Linked DNA regions of Mus musculus: region 1 is linked to region 2. A link is a contact called in public HiChIP or PLAC-seq data. All regions are on one chromosome and are shown on one strand. Each heading gives the region's core, a stretch centred on a gene start, on an enhancer-like site or on the middle of the called end of the contact. The rest is flanking DNA. Distances are from core to core; before and after follow the strand shown.

The links. HiChIP or PLAC-seq counts read pairs in DNA pulled down with a chosen protein or histone mark.
Region 1: an H3K27ac HiChIP or PLAC-seq map of bone marrow-derived dendritic cells shows a contact between it and region 2, with 5 times the contacts expected there. The contact joins the promoter of Lacc1 here to the promoter of Esd in region 2. A contact is called at or near these places in 1 of 115 datasets of contacts at active chromatin or transcription factors (bone marrow-derived dendritic cells) and 1 of 9 other capture datasets (liver).

The regions. Positions count from the first base shown.
Region 1 is chr14:77,032,581-77,039,578 of GRCm38.p6, reverse strand. It overlaps Lacc1 (laccase domain containing 1), which reads left to right and starts at 2,962. Exons shown (of 8, transcript NM_172488.2): 1 at 2,962-3,082; 2 at 3,589-3,767; 3 at 4,174-4,786; 4 at 5,396-5,574; 5 at 6,228-6,393. The coding sequence starts at 4,225. Ccdc122 (coiled-coil domain containing 122) reads right to left here and starts at 2,807. Exons shown (of 6, transcript NM_175369.4): 1 at 2,608-2,807.
Region 2 is chr14:74,728,113-74,734,689 of GRCm38.p6, reverse strand. It overlaps Esd (esterase D/formylglutathione hydrolase), which reads right to left and starts at 2,393. Exons shown (of 9, transcript NM_016903.5): 1 at 2,302-2,393.

The DNA of each region.
Region 1 (6,998 bases), core at 1,713-4,212, 2.3 Mb before region 2:
TAAGTCATACAGTTTGTGGTCATTTGTTTTGGCAGCCCCAGCAAACTTAGCAGGGGATATTAACATGGAAATTTGTATAGGTTACACGGCCTATTCTGAAAAGACACAAAAACTTTCATTCAAATGGCTTAAAAGTAACTGTTTAGGCCAGTGAGGTGGCGCAGTAGATAAAGATGCCTGAAGCTAACCCTGATAGCCTGAATTCAATCGCTGAGATTCACACAGTGGAGACGAGAACTAACTCAAGGAAGATGTCACCTGACCTCCACATGCATGAGCTTGCTCTCTGTCTCTGTCTCTGTCTCTGTCTCTGTCTCTGTCTCTCTCTCTCACACACACAAATACTCACAAAATAAAGATTATAAACATTTTTAAAAATTGATCACAGCTTTCAAAATTTCTACCATCTCATAAGATTTACAATATAGTATGATATATAGCAATTTCCCAAGAGTTTTCCTCAATAATAAAGTCCCCTAAATACTGCCTCTAAGACATACCTTCAAATAATTAAAATACAGAGGTAGTCTTAGCCTATCTACACTTGGCTTCTAACCACCTCCCTTTTCCTACTCCCTTTGTGAGTCCTAGGTGGTTAGTTCCCACAGCACACCTAATGAGCATGGTTAGGAAACTGCTCTCAGGCGTGTTGTCCTGGTTTGGTGCTACCAGTTGAACTATACAACCATATCATAAATTATATGTTTGCTATCAAACCTGTTCATGCCAGCTATACTTGACACTATGCTCTTATAACTTAAGTAAATATGAAGCAAACCAATTATATGGTATAGAAATAAAGTTTTTGCTTCTCTGTAGTCTGTTTAATGATTTCTAAAGACACAGTAAAGGGCGTGAGATAGCTATCAAAGATTCTAAAGAGTAAGCATGCATTCTGATGGCTTCAAAGGTGCCTTTAAACTATTTTCCTCTTCAAGAAACAGAATATTGGGGACTCTTTTATGTTTAGACATAGGTGTGTGCTTTACGCAAGAGATGCAATACAGGAAAATAAGTTGATCATGTACAAAAAGGCTCTGGAATTTTTCAGTTGATTGACACATGAGCATCAGCTAGATTAAAATAAGTTCACGATACTATGCTACATTTGTTGACAACATTCTGGCTTAGTTTTGTCTTCTTTTTAAAAGCTTTACATAGACCAAACCTCCATAACCTGTAAGAACTTTCATTCCTATAAAATGTGTGATTCAGGGTCTAGCCAAACTTTGCAGTGTACTGTTTGGCCCTGAGCTCAGACTGTGTCTATCAGAGGGCTCCTCGTGCATGAAAATCCCAAGGAAGCTATTCTGCGAAGTGAGGCAACCAGGCCTCCAGGAAGGTTATGTTTAAGCTTGAAGGGTATTGAGCAACCGAGAGCAGGTCAGCTCACAAAAGAAACGTGTTCAAAGGACAACAAGCAGCAAATGTAAAGAATTGTCGATGGCCTACGATAGAACAGCCTTTACTTGCATGGCTTGAGAAGGAGTTTGTTGTTTGTCTTCCAAAATGAATTATGCATGTGAATCATCTGCGAGATAAAAATAAAAAAGCAGAACAAAACAAGCCCAGGCCTGACTCCCATAGACTCTGAGTCAATCTGCAGCCGGGGTGTGGGGTACCTACTCTACTATTAAGTTCTACTTGTTCCCATGTGCAACCAGGATTGAGAGGCTCTGTAGTAGCCTGGGAAAGGGGAGAGAGTGTTAAGAAATGCAGCCCAGACAGACCAGATGCTGAAGGAAATGGTATGTAAATACATTATCACAACTTCCCTAACAACTTAGCTATTTTGAAAGTTTTGTTACTGCCAGTGCTGTTGCATGAATGAATCCTGAGCTCTCATCCTTGGACATGAAAACAAGAAAAAAAGCTTCTAAACTTGCTTTTAAAAAAAAAAATCCATTTTCCTTAACAGACAGCAAGTTTATGCCAAGGCATGCATGTCTGATCAGATCTGTGTTATCTATCCCTCAGGGTTCCTGGAAGTGTCCAGCGAGCATTCAATGTGTGCCCTCTGAAAGTGATCACACGGCCTGGAGTAGGTTCTATGTGGGCTGGTTACCTTGGCCGCTAGTCAAGTTGAGATGGGTGCACACTTAACAAGACTTCTAGACTCCCGGATCCCCTAGAGTCTTCTCATTCAGGAAACACTTGAGCACTTGGAGGAAGACCAAGGAAAATGAAGGCCCTCTCCTTCCTCCATTGCCAGTCCTCAGAAAATGCGCTTTCTCTTACCTTCTCATATATTTTGAAGAGTGGGTATTTTTCCATTTACAACAGTACTTGATTTTCAAATTGTTGTTTTTAAATAAATAACATTAAACCCTTGGGGGACAAAGGAGCCTTAATTTTTATCTTATTGCTACTGTAAGAATGAATGCATTCCGTCCTGTGAGGGGACACACTTGGGGGGGGGGGTAAGAGAAATCGACGTTGCCAACACAAGTGAACAGTCAAGGATGTTGGTCCCAAATGAAAGTACAGAATCAGCCGAAAGGGGGAAAAAATGAAAACTAACTAGAAACTTAAAAACTAAACAAAAAGTGAAAAGAAAAAAGAAAAAAAAAAGCCACTCCCCCACAAAAGTCACCAGAGTCCCCTTACTTGAGCCCGGATTGGAGGGCGCTAAGTGACAAGCTGGCCACACTGCTGGGTCAGCAGATCCTTCTGGAGTCGCCACGGCCCGCGGGGAGAGGGGACGCTTCTTCCCTTCCCTTCCGGGCGCCTCACGGGACGCGCTCGCCCGCGGCTCTCCGGGCCCCCGCGCCTCAGCGCCCGGGCCTCAGGCGGCCTCCACGGTGACTGCGGGCGCTGACCCGGAACTGCTGAGCGGCGCGGGAATCCCCCGCAAGGGGCTCGGCCTTGCGTCTCCAGGGCGCCACCTCGCGGCCGTGGCGGGAACACCCAAACCCGGGCGCACGCCCGCGGGAGCCCGAGGCCGCCGGGAGGCCCGGGGACGCGGTGAGGCGGGCGGACCGGCCGGCCGGTGACTTTGGGAGCCACTGGGGTTCGAGCGCCGAGCCTGCAGCTCACGCCCCAGCTCGCGGCCGCCGAGGAGAGCGCGGGAAGCAGCCCTGCGGTGAGTCCCGGGCGGAGGGGAGGTCGGCGCGGCGACGGGACGGACGGACGCACACCGTGCAGTCCAGGCTCCTCCGAGGTCGCCTGCACGGCTGGCGGAAAGAATGAATGAAGGCGCCAGTGCCCTACGGGGCGGGCGGAGGTTGGGGTGGGCGTCGGGGTGAAGGCTCAGCAATGGTAGGTGTCAGAATTGGGGGTCACAGGGTCGGCAGAGGGGAGCTCCAGCCTGGACAGGGAGTTCAGAGAATCTGCAAGTGGTCAGAAATCGACCCTGATCCAAGTTGCAGTGGCTTTTGGGATTATCCCAAGTGCGGAGGACTGTGTAAACCTGGGGGGAAAGCCCAGCCTGTGGGCTAGCTTTTACCTTTAAAAAATGAGTGTGTTTGTTTGTTTGCTTGCTTATGGTGACAGACACCTTTACTCTTCTCTCTCTCTCTCTCTCTCTCTCTCTCTCTCTCTCTCTCTCTCTCTTTCTTTCTTTCTGGTGACATACACCTTTAATCCCAGCACTTGGGAGGCAGAGGCAGAGGCAAGCAGGTGTCTGAGGTCGAAGCCAGCCTGGTCTACATAGCTAGTTCCAGGACTGCTGGGGCTGTTAGACAGAGAAGCTCTGCCTCGAATCCCTGTCCCAACCGCAACCCCAAAGAAGATTGGCTGCTGATACTGCTCAACTTAATATCCTAAAGGTGAGACCTCAGTATTTCATGAGATGTGATCTAATCTTATAGACATGATGGGGATAATGACATAACAGATTTACATCCTATAATTAAAAAGACTTGATCTCAGACAACAAGTAATTTTGTACTTAAAATCTGCTATAAGGAAAACAAAGCATAATTTCTATTCTATAAAAATGTACCCAGCTGTTCACAAAATAAAAGATGGCTCTGCCCTTAATTGTCAGGATGAATGGTGCACTGGCTTTTCTGCTCTGCACACTACATTTATTTTGGTTACTTTTTGTATTGATGCAATTTACTTCCTATTTTTATTTTTATATTTATTTATTTATTTTTGTTCACCACAAATTTCGGTTGTATCTATAAGAAGATCGAATTTATTGTTATTTGTGATCACTTTTCTTTACAGCTGCTATGGCATAAAAAGTCTTTGGGGCAAAAAAGACTGCCTGATTGAAGAATGGCAGAAGCAGTCTTGATTGATCTCTCTGGTTTACAATTGAATGCACAGAAAAACTGCCATGAGACCTTACTGGAGACACTGGATGGTATTCACTACCACCACGCTCCCAAGGCCAAGTTCCTTTGCATAATATGTTGCAGAAATGCCAGCAAGGAAAAGGATGGGGAGTATGGCCTCTGTGAATTGGAAGCAGGAAATGGCTTTTCACGTCTCGCGGGAAAATTCGAGACTGTTAGCCATCCCTGCCTGGCTGCCTCTTTGTATACAATTAAACAAAAAATTGATGAAGAAAATCTGAGCTGCATTAAGGTGATTGTCCCCGAGCACAGGAAACTGTTAATGAAGGCTTACGTTGGTCAACTCTTCACCGAGGTGTATGAGTTTGAGTTTGAAGATCTACAGGGAGCTTGGAGGGATAGCCTTTTGAAACCATCCACTGGAATAAACGTGACCACAACTCAAGAACTAGAAGACATCCAGCATGAAATAGAAACATACTTGAGAAGCCTGCCAGCGCTGAAAGGGGACCTAACTATTGTCACATCTCCTCTGATCCCAGGTACCTTCCACACTGTCCTCTGTATTGCACTGAAAACCCAGACTTTCTTCAGAAGTTCCTCACTTCCCTTTCTTTTCTCTCTGTTGACTCTTGTGAACTGTTCATGTTTCGCAACATGGGGAGTTTAGGACCTGTGGGTCAGCGGCTTCAAAGGATGACTTCATCAGAGCTGTTCCTAAAAAACAAATCTGCACTATGCAAATTCAGCTCTAAGGCAAATCTCCCAACACTCCTAAAAAAGTTCTTTTTTTCTGACCTGGAAAATCTTTTACGTAGACATGCTGAAACCCCAACTCTCTGGGCATTTTAATAGAAGAGTAAACTTTCAAATAATCCTCCTTGGATAAGTAGGATTAATTGTGAGCTGTATGTTACTTCTACCAGATGAAATGAAAGTACCCTGGGAAGAGAGCAGCAGTCCCACGGGGAGGTAAAACACACAGTACTGTGTGACATCACACGGAGGTACAAAGAGCAGCCAGAGTTAGAAACAAGATCAATTATTGCAGGCTGGGGTGACCAGGGAGGCCTGATGGAGAGGCTGTCTTTTGTATGCTGTTTAGCCTTTTGTAGAACATCCTTTGACTTGCTCCCACTTATCCTCAATAGACAACTTCCTGCATGGATTTACCACACGGACAGGGGGCATATCTTCCGTACCCACTCTCAGCTCCCTCAATCTTTTCAGTAGTTCCAAAAGGAGAGATCCCAAAGTGGTTGTTCAAGAAAATGTTCGCAGGTTGGCAAATGCTGCCGGATTTAACGCAGAGAAATTTTACCGAATAAAGGTAGATTTTTGTTATCTATTTTGGTCTTGTTCTCAGTATATTTATATAACCCTTAAGCTATTTAACTTTTGTTTCTGGTGCTTCGTCTAACATTTACGATGATGCTGAAATTACTTTTTCTCTATATGTGTGTGCTCATTCATGTGTGTTTGTGTTTCATCTAGACCGCCTCAATTCTAGAAGTATGGTTAACTTTTGAGAGAGTATAAGACCACTCAGACCCTTTCAATATAGAAGGTCCCTGAGTGATCAGGGAAAAGTTTGGAGCCTCACTTCTTAAGTGACAAGCAGGAGGACTAGGGCCTAAGAGAGGAGAAATCTGTTAAATAAGAACTCTAGATAGAAGTGAGTCTAATAAAAGGGGGGAAATCACTCACTTGGTACTTTCACATTTCTGCAAAGAAAGTGAAACTTGCCTTTTGGGAGAAGTACTCAGAGCGAAGATGTGCATATCTCTGATGGGGGATGGTCAGGACTTCTGAGTCTACTTCCCTAGGAACCACATCTGCAGATGTTGTTATATTTGTCATTTTATCACTTATGGAAGCGAATGATCATATCCTGATTACCTCATTTTGTGACCAGTTCTTGTAGAAAAGCTCGCATGTAAGATGTTTCGTTTTCCAGACATTTTGCTCTGTGTTTCGTGTTAGACTGATCACGCCAGTGAAGTGTGGGTTATGGGGAAGAAGGAGCCTGAATCTTACGATGGGATCGTCACAAATCAGAGAGGAGTCACAATCACTGCTCTTGGCGCCGACTGTATACCCATCGTCTTCGCAGATCCTGTGAAAAAGGCATGTGGGGTTGCTCACTCCGGTAGGTGTGTTAATCACTTAAGGTTTTCTGAATTTGCAATACAGGGTGGTTATCTCATTGGCATAGATGTAAATTGCATTGCTTTGTGGTAGGATGAGGCCTACATAATCTGACTACTGAAACAGATACAAGGAATATACAACTCAAATTAGACGGATCAGACTAGAATTCCCTAAGAGGGTGGTATCTTGTGATATTCAACAATCTGTAGGTTTAAGATTGTCAATATTTCTAAGCAAAGCTATAGAATTAACATTTAGGGCAAGACAATCCTGAAGTGCAAACTAAATTATCTTTAGTCCTTGCAGTTTTTAATGTGCATAATAACCATAGTTATTGTAATAACCAAATAGCAACTCTTCAAGTTTTTCAGGATACTCTGGGCACCAGGGAATAAGGAATGTTTGGCATGTTATAGAAGGGAGTTCACAGAGGCAGAGCAGCATGAGTAAAAGCAGTCAGAGGAAAGCAAAACAAAACCAAGACCATGAGACATGCTTATCTCTATCCATGAGTGGAGAAATAGACTAGAGAGCCCACACGCTTCAGATAACTTCACTGCAGTTGAAAGCTTTTCAACAAAGATGCCAAACCAGTTATTCAAT
Region 2 (6,577 bases), core at 1,144-3,643:
CTGTCACATGGATAATTGTCATATGAATATGACAAGTCTGGTCTATGTTAATACAGACAGTCAGCACAGGGAGGGTTTAGTCAAGGACATCCTACATCTATGACAGTGATCCTGTAAGAGTATAGTAGAGCTAAAAGTTCCTGTCAGCCAGGACACACGTAGCTGCAGAGGGAAGACAACACCAAGTGACAGACTTCACAGAGCCATTTGCAAAGCTCAACGAGCTCCTTAAATACTTTAAAAACTTGAGACCAAATATCACATGGATTTTTTATCAATGGAAAGGAATGCTCATGTGCACCAGTCACTTATAAATCAAACTCAAGATGACAGAAATAAGTAAGCTACTGTCTGCGGGTGTGTGTGTGTGTGTGTGTGTGTGTGTGTGTGTGTGTGGAGCCTCCTGCAGGTGCTCACTACAGAAGGCGTTATGGAGAAGGAACTGCGTCTGCCGGGGAGGATAGCTCCATATATGTACCCTAAAGCACTTCCATGGGATGAAATGTGGATGCAGAAGACAGTCATGGGATGTGGTCCTGTGAATCAACCCTGAAGATTGTGGGATTGTGTCTTCGTTTCTATAGAAAGTTTGTGAAAACTAAAACCAGAAAAAAGCTGATAAAATTTAAAAAAAAGTTTGCATCACTGTAATAATAAATGTTAAATGGCTCTAAAAACTACAGTTTATAAAATAAAAAAAAAGTTAAAGTATGAATAAGATATTTTAAAATAGGTTTAGTGTAGCTTCGTCCAGGTCACTTACATTCCCTAACTCATAGCAAAATTGACTTACTGACTTGCTTTGGACCTGTAAGCTCTAGTTACAAAAAGCATTCTTTTACTGGCATTCTATTTGTTGAAAATCTTTTATGCCATAATTTACTCTGTCTCCTTTGTGTGTAGACACACCAGTAGTTGCCATCGTGTTAAAACTGCCTACCATATTCTATACCTTGTACATGTTCACACTCCAAAGTACCATCTAGGTTGCATAAGCTGATTCTGGTATGCTCACCCAAGAATGAACTTTCTTAAGTTTCTCAGGACCTATGTTGTTTGTTAAGATACAGTTGCCTCCAGACTTAGTCAGGGCTTAGTCACAGACCTTTGACAATGGCAACACACTTTTGCTGCTTCACAATGAATAAGCATATTCTGCTGCTTTGGGGAAGGCATAAATTCACAGTCCTGACCACCATTTCTTTACTCAAAGCCTGTCCTGCCTCCCCCCCCCTCTATTTCATTCTTAGTTCCCAACTCCCCCACCCCACGCCCCTTTCCCAGTTCTTGTCACATATTTTCCCCCTAACTCATAGTCCCTAAATTTCAAACACATCTTCTGGGCTGAAAAATCTAAATCTGTCTTTTCATATTCAAATTTTAAGCATTAGTGCCAAACTGCTATGCATTTATTTCGCATCGCTATAGCAAAACCCAACACATTTAAAATTAAACTTAGATCCTTGCCTGTACAGCCTATCTTATATCTGAAATGTCTCAAAAGTTGAACTTTAAAAGTTTCGTTGCACGCGCCCTAAATCCCTGGAGAACCAGGCGTTCGAGAACAGCCTGGTATACAAAGTGAGTTCCAGGACAGTCAGAACTACAATGTCTCAAAAACAAAATAAAACAAAATCTCAGTATCATCATAGCAATTATATATAGCTAAGAGCTAATTAAAACCTTAGTCTACTTTCTTACTAGTATGTCCCACTACAAACAATACTGTTATAGAAGCCTGGGGTTTCATTCCTTTAACTTTTCAAAGAATGCCTATAGATTGCTGACCATTAGGCCTAATATGGCCTACATAAAAAATGGTGAATTTTATTAATTTTAAATAACATAAGTGCCATCTTTCTGACGACTCAACCACAAATCACCTATGGACGGCCGCCTACACCTGAATTTTTACCACTGGGCACGGCCTCGAGCGCGCTGCCCAAGACACCTCAGGGCCCTAGTGGCGTCGCCTGCAGCCCAGGCTGGGATCCCGGAGGGAAAGCGTTCCCCGGGCTCCGCGCGGGAATGCTCGGCGAAATGCCGTCCCGGCGGGCACTCCACCAACCCGAGCATCCCAGCGAGCCTGGCGCCCCAGGTCACACATTGTTTCCAGCTCCCCGAAGTTAAAGCGATTAGCAGGCCCTGCGGGACGAGGCCTGCCTTACCGCGGCGGGAAGGGTGCAGAGATCGTCACCATTCCCCGCTGCTATCACCACCGCAGGTCTAGGCGTCCGCGCACAGCCGCCCGAAAACCAGGTAGTAGAGAATGCTTGGGACTCACGACCCATTCCATCTTACCTCGGTGAGGGGCAGCTTCTAACTCGCCAGGGAAGAAGGTTGGGGCTTCCGCCCCGAGCACTGCCTCTGGCTCCGCCCACACCATATGTCCCGCCCCGGCCTCCGGGGCGGGTCCCACGTAGAGGCTCCTCCCTTTGGGCCCGTCCCCTCCTTTGGCCGCTTACTCTGGTCCCCTCTCACGGCCCCGCCCTCAAGTCCCTCCCTTTCTCTGCCCCTCTCCTCCCCAGCCCTCCCTCCTGAGCTGCTCCCATTCTGAGACACCGCCCCCAGGGCGCGCACTCTCCTAGCAGACCTGCCCTATGGATACACCCCAAGGGAGACTAGGAGTTCCCGGACCCCGACCCTCCCCTACAAGGCCATTCCCAAGAGACTTTTCGCCGGGTTCCTGTTTCCGCGGTGTGTCAGGATGAGCCAAAAGTGTGTCTGTCATGACACTGGACCTCTAGACCTCTGTAACTTGCTTCAGATGCTCCCAGAAGGCAACAAGAGAATGAGGCTCTAGTACACCAGCTGGCCTCTCCCAGTTAACTTGTGGAAAGGGCTTGTGTGGAACTCTGCAGTTGTTTGGAAACCTGAGCAGAAATTTCACATTTCCACCCTCATTCCACATCTACTCTGCACCTGCTTGATTTGGAGCTTCTAGGAGGAGGACACATTCATTAACTCTTTTCAATGTCCATTTTTTTCTCCCCTCTTCCCTCAATAAAAGTTGAACTGTGTCAGGGTTTCTGGTTAATCATTTACAGCAGTTCTCAACTTCATCCAATTTAACCAGCAAGTGTACTTTGTTCAGAAAATTAAATATTACAAGCAGTTTTTAAAACCAGTATTTAGGCTGCTAGGTTGTGGATACTATGTATAACCTGTAAGATTGTCTGGTTTAATAATCACGCAGCCTGTGCATTTGCAACAAACTGTCAGAAGGACCCAGTGCCTGCTCTGTGTGTATAGGCTCTCCATCTTAGTTTTGCTGGGGGACTTGCAAGTTATGTGGCTAGTCAGGCTAAAAAACAAGTAGGTGAGCTGAGCTCAGTGGAATATAACCTGTGTGGATGAGCTGCCACGCAGAACGTTGCTTTTCTGTGTCATGTGGCAGGCATTTGTGTACCTGTTTAATGGTTAACCAAAGAATGTTATTTTGAGAAAGCATTAAGGTAAATTCTTAAAATTATTATTATTAACAGAGTCTTAAATGTAATTCTGGCTAGCCTGGAACTTACTACGTAGACCGGCTGGTCTTGAACTCAGAAATCCCCCTACCTTTGTCTCCCGAATGCTGGGATTAAAGGTATACTCTATCACTCCCAAGCTAACTACTTTTAAATGTAATTTATTGGAAAGGTAATTTTTTTTCAAACTGAGTTTCACAACTGAAGTTATGAAAGATTACCCAAGTCTGCAAATTCTTTCTAATTGTTAAATGCTTGAACAAAGTTTAAAGGGTGTTCAATTAGTATCTTGATCTCTTTAAGGTACAAACTAACTCCAAAGAGTTCTTGTATCCATATTAGTGGTAATAATCATAATGACAGTTTCTCTCAGTCAGCATGAAATTATACTAGATCAAAACTTCTATTTTCAAGAACATTAATACTATATATTGTTATTTGGGTGTGAAAGTAAAGAAAACCGAATCTGAAAGTAATGTTGATATTTCTGATAATGAAAATGAATGAATAGTAATCACTTAAAGAAATATGTCCAAAATTACCTAGAGCAGTGGTTCTCAACTTTCCCAATACTGCAGCCATTTAATACAGCTCCTTGTATTGTGGTGACTCCCAACCATAAAATTATTTTTGTTGCTACTTTATAGCTGTAATTTTGCTACTGTTATGAATCATAATGTAAATCTCTGGTTTTGTTGTTTTGTTTTGTTTTGTTTTGTTTGTTTTTTGGGTTTTGTTGCTGTTGTTGTTTTGTTTTTTGTTTTTCGAGACAGGGTTTCTCTGTGTAGCCCTGGCTGTCCTGGAACTCACTTTGTAGACCAGGCTGGCCTCAAACTCAGAAATCTGCCTGCCTCTGCTTCCCAAGTGCTGGGATTAAAGGCTTGCGCCACCACCACCTGGCAAATATCTGGTTTTTGATGGCCTTACATGACCCCTGTGAAAGGGCCATTTGGCCCTCCAAAGGGGGTGCACCCCACAGGTTAAGCACTGCTGACCTCTAGGTCTGTGACTGAGAATATTCAGTTTCTCAGTTTGAATGAATATGAGCTATGAGCGGGATGCAACCAATAAAAGAACTCAATGAAAATGACGAAAACTCCAATCTGCTTCAGATCTGTGGGGATGGGAACTGTCTTGGCTTTCCAAAAACTTTATACACTGGGCTGGAGCATATCAGAAATGTATTTACTATGATTTTGAAGGCTGAAAATCGAAGATCAAGTAGTTGGGCCATTCTGTCCCTGGTGAGGGCTCTCTTTCTGGTTTGCAGAGGAGTACCTTGGTATAAGTTCACTGCAAAGAGCAGGAGTTCTGGTCCCTTCATCTTTTGCCAGGGACATCAGTCACACTTGTGAGGAGCTTGTACTTGTCTCATAGTTGTCACCATAATTATCTACTTCCAAATGCCAACTAAGGACTTACACTTCAATTTTCAATTTGAGAAATGCAAATGTTGAGTCTGCATTAAACTAATAGTCTACAAAAGGATGCTGGGGTTTTGGGCATCTAGATGCCTGATTCTAAAATACATGTTAACCTGTCAAGTTAATGAACCTAGGTCTGAGTCTAGCAATATGCACCTTTTAAAACCCTGTCTCTTTCCTCTGTGAATGAATTTAATTTTATTCTCTACATAGGTCAGTGTATGTATGTATATGTGTGTGTGTGTGTGTGTGTGTGTGTGTGTGTGTGTGTGTGCGTGCATATGTGCACGAGCACGAGTGCATGATGTGAACCAATGTTTGTGTCCATGCCGTATACATATGGAGGCTGGAGATCAACACTAGGTATTGCTCTTCACCTTATATTTTGAAACAGGGACTCTCATTGAACAGAGTTCAACAATTGATTGAACTAGCTGTCCAGGAAGCCCTGGAATCCTTTGGCCTCCACCTCTCAGCACTGGGGTTACAAATGTGCATCCTGAGGTCTCGTCCTTCTTACATATGTGCTGAGGATCCCAGCTCAGGTTCTCATGTTTATACAGCAAACCCTTTATCCCCAGGCAGCTCCCCAGACCCAGCAGTTCAGTTGGAAAGTTGGAAAGTTGTTGGCTGCAAAGCCTGACACTGTATGTGTGTGTCTGTGTGTGTGTGTGTGTGTGTGTGTGTGTCTCTCTCTCTGTGTGTGTGTGTGTTAGTGGGAGTTTTTCTATCTTGTATGGGATTAAGTTTTTGAGGGCATTTTTATAGTCATTGTTTTTAAAGAGGTAATCTATTTTATTCATGCTACATACTAGTGCCATTTTCAGATGTGATTTATTTCTGTTGACATTTTCAAGATGTTCTTGGATTTACGGTGAACTTAAACATTTTTAATTTAAGATATAGTCCCGCACGAGGAATTATTTGCTCAATTGCTCTGGACATTTTTATTGCTCTTGAGATCTACTGCCATATTCCTTTCTGGAAAGTTCATAAGTGCAGTGTTTATCATCTTCAGTTTCATACACTAGGGTCATATGCACTATTCTGAAATGCCCTGCTTTAAAACTTTTTAATAGCTATGTGCTGTGTTAGCCTGTGGATGTTCTACAGTTTACTTAACAAATATCACATTGACTTAGAAATTAGTCCTCTACAAACTGTTGCAAAGCATGGGAATATGCACCACCACCTTGTTTTGCTTGTTCTATAGGATAGAAGTTAGACTAGGGACAAAGAAAGGTAAATGGTCTCTGATCCACGGTGTCTGTGGACTTGGGTAATTGTGAGAGCCAACTGCTGAGATGAATCAAACGTTGGGGAATGGCATCATTGATAGATCTTTTCCCTTACAAACCCAGTGACCCACCATAACTAAATGATAAAGCCCTATGTCTAATGACTGGTTCCATATACTGGTTGAAGGATATCATGAAATCAAGATAGAACTGGTCTAGAAGCTTCCCCTCTTCCAAATAGCTTTCCTAGTTTCAGAAGTTCAATGCAGGCTTTTGAGAGAGAAAAGTCTTCAATATTCTTATTCATCTGTGAGGCCTGGGAACTGCAACACCGACCTTCTAGGCAAGATGTGCCCACTGGTGCGATAATAATATGAATAATACGGAGCTAATCGACCATTTCATGATTGTACGTGAGACCCAATCCATGTGTAGAATTCATGCC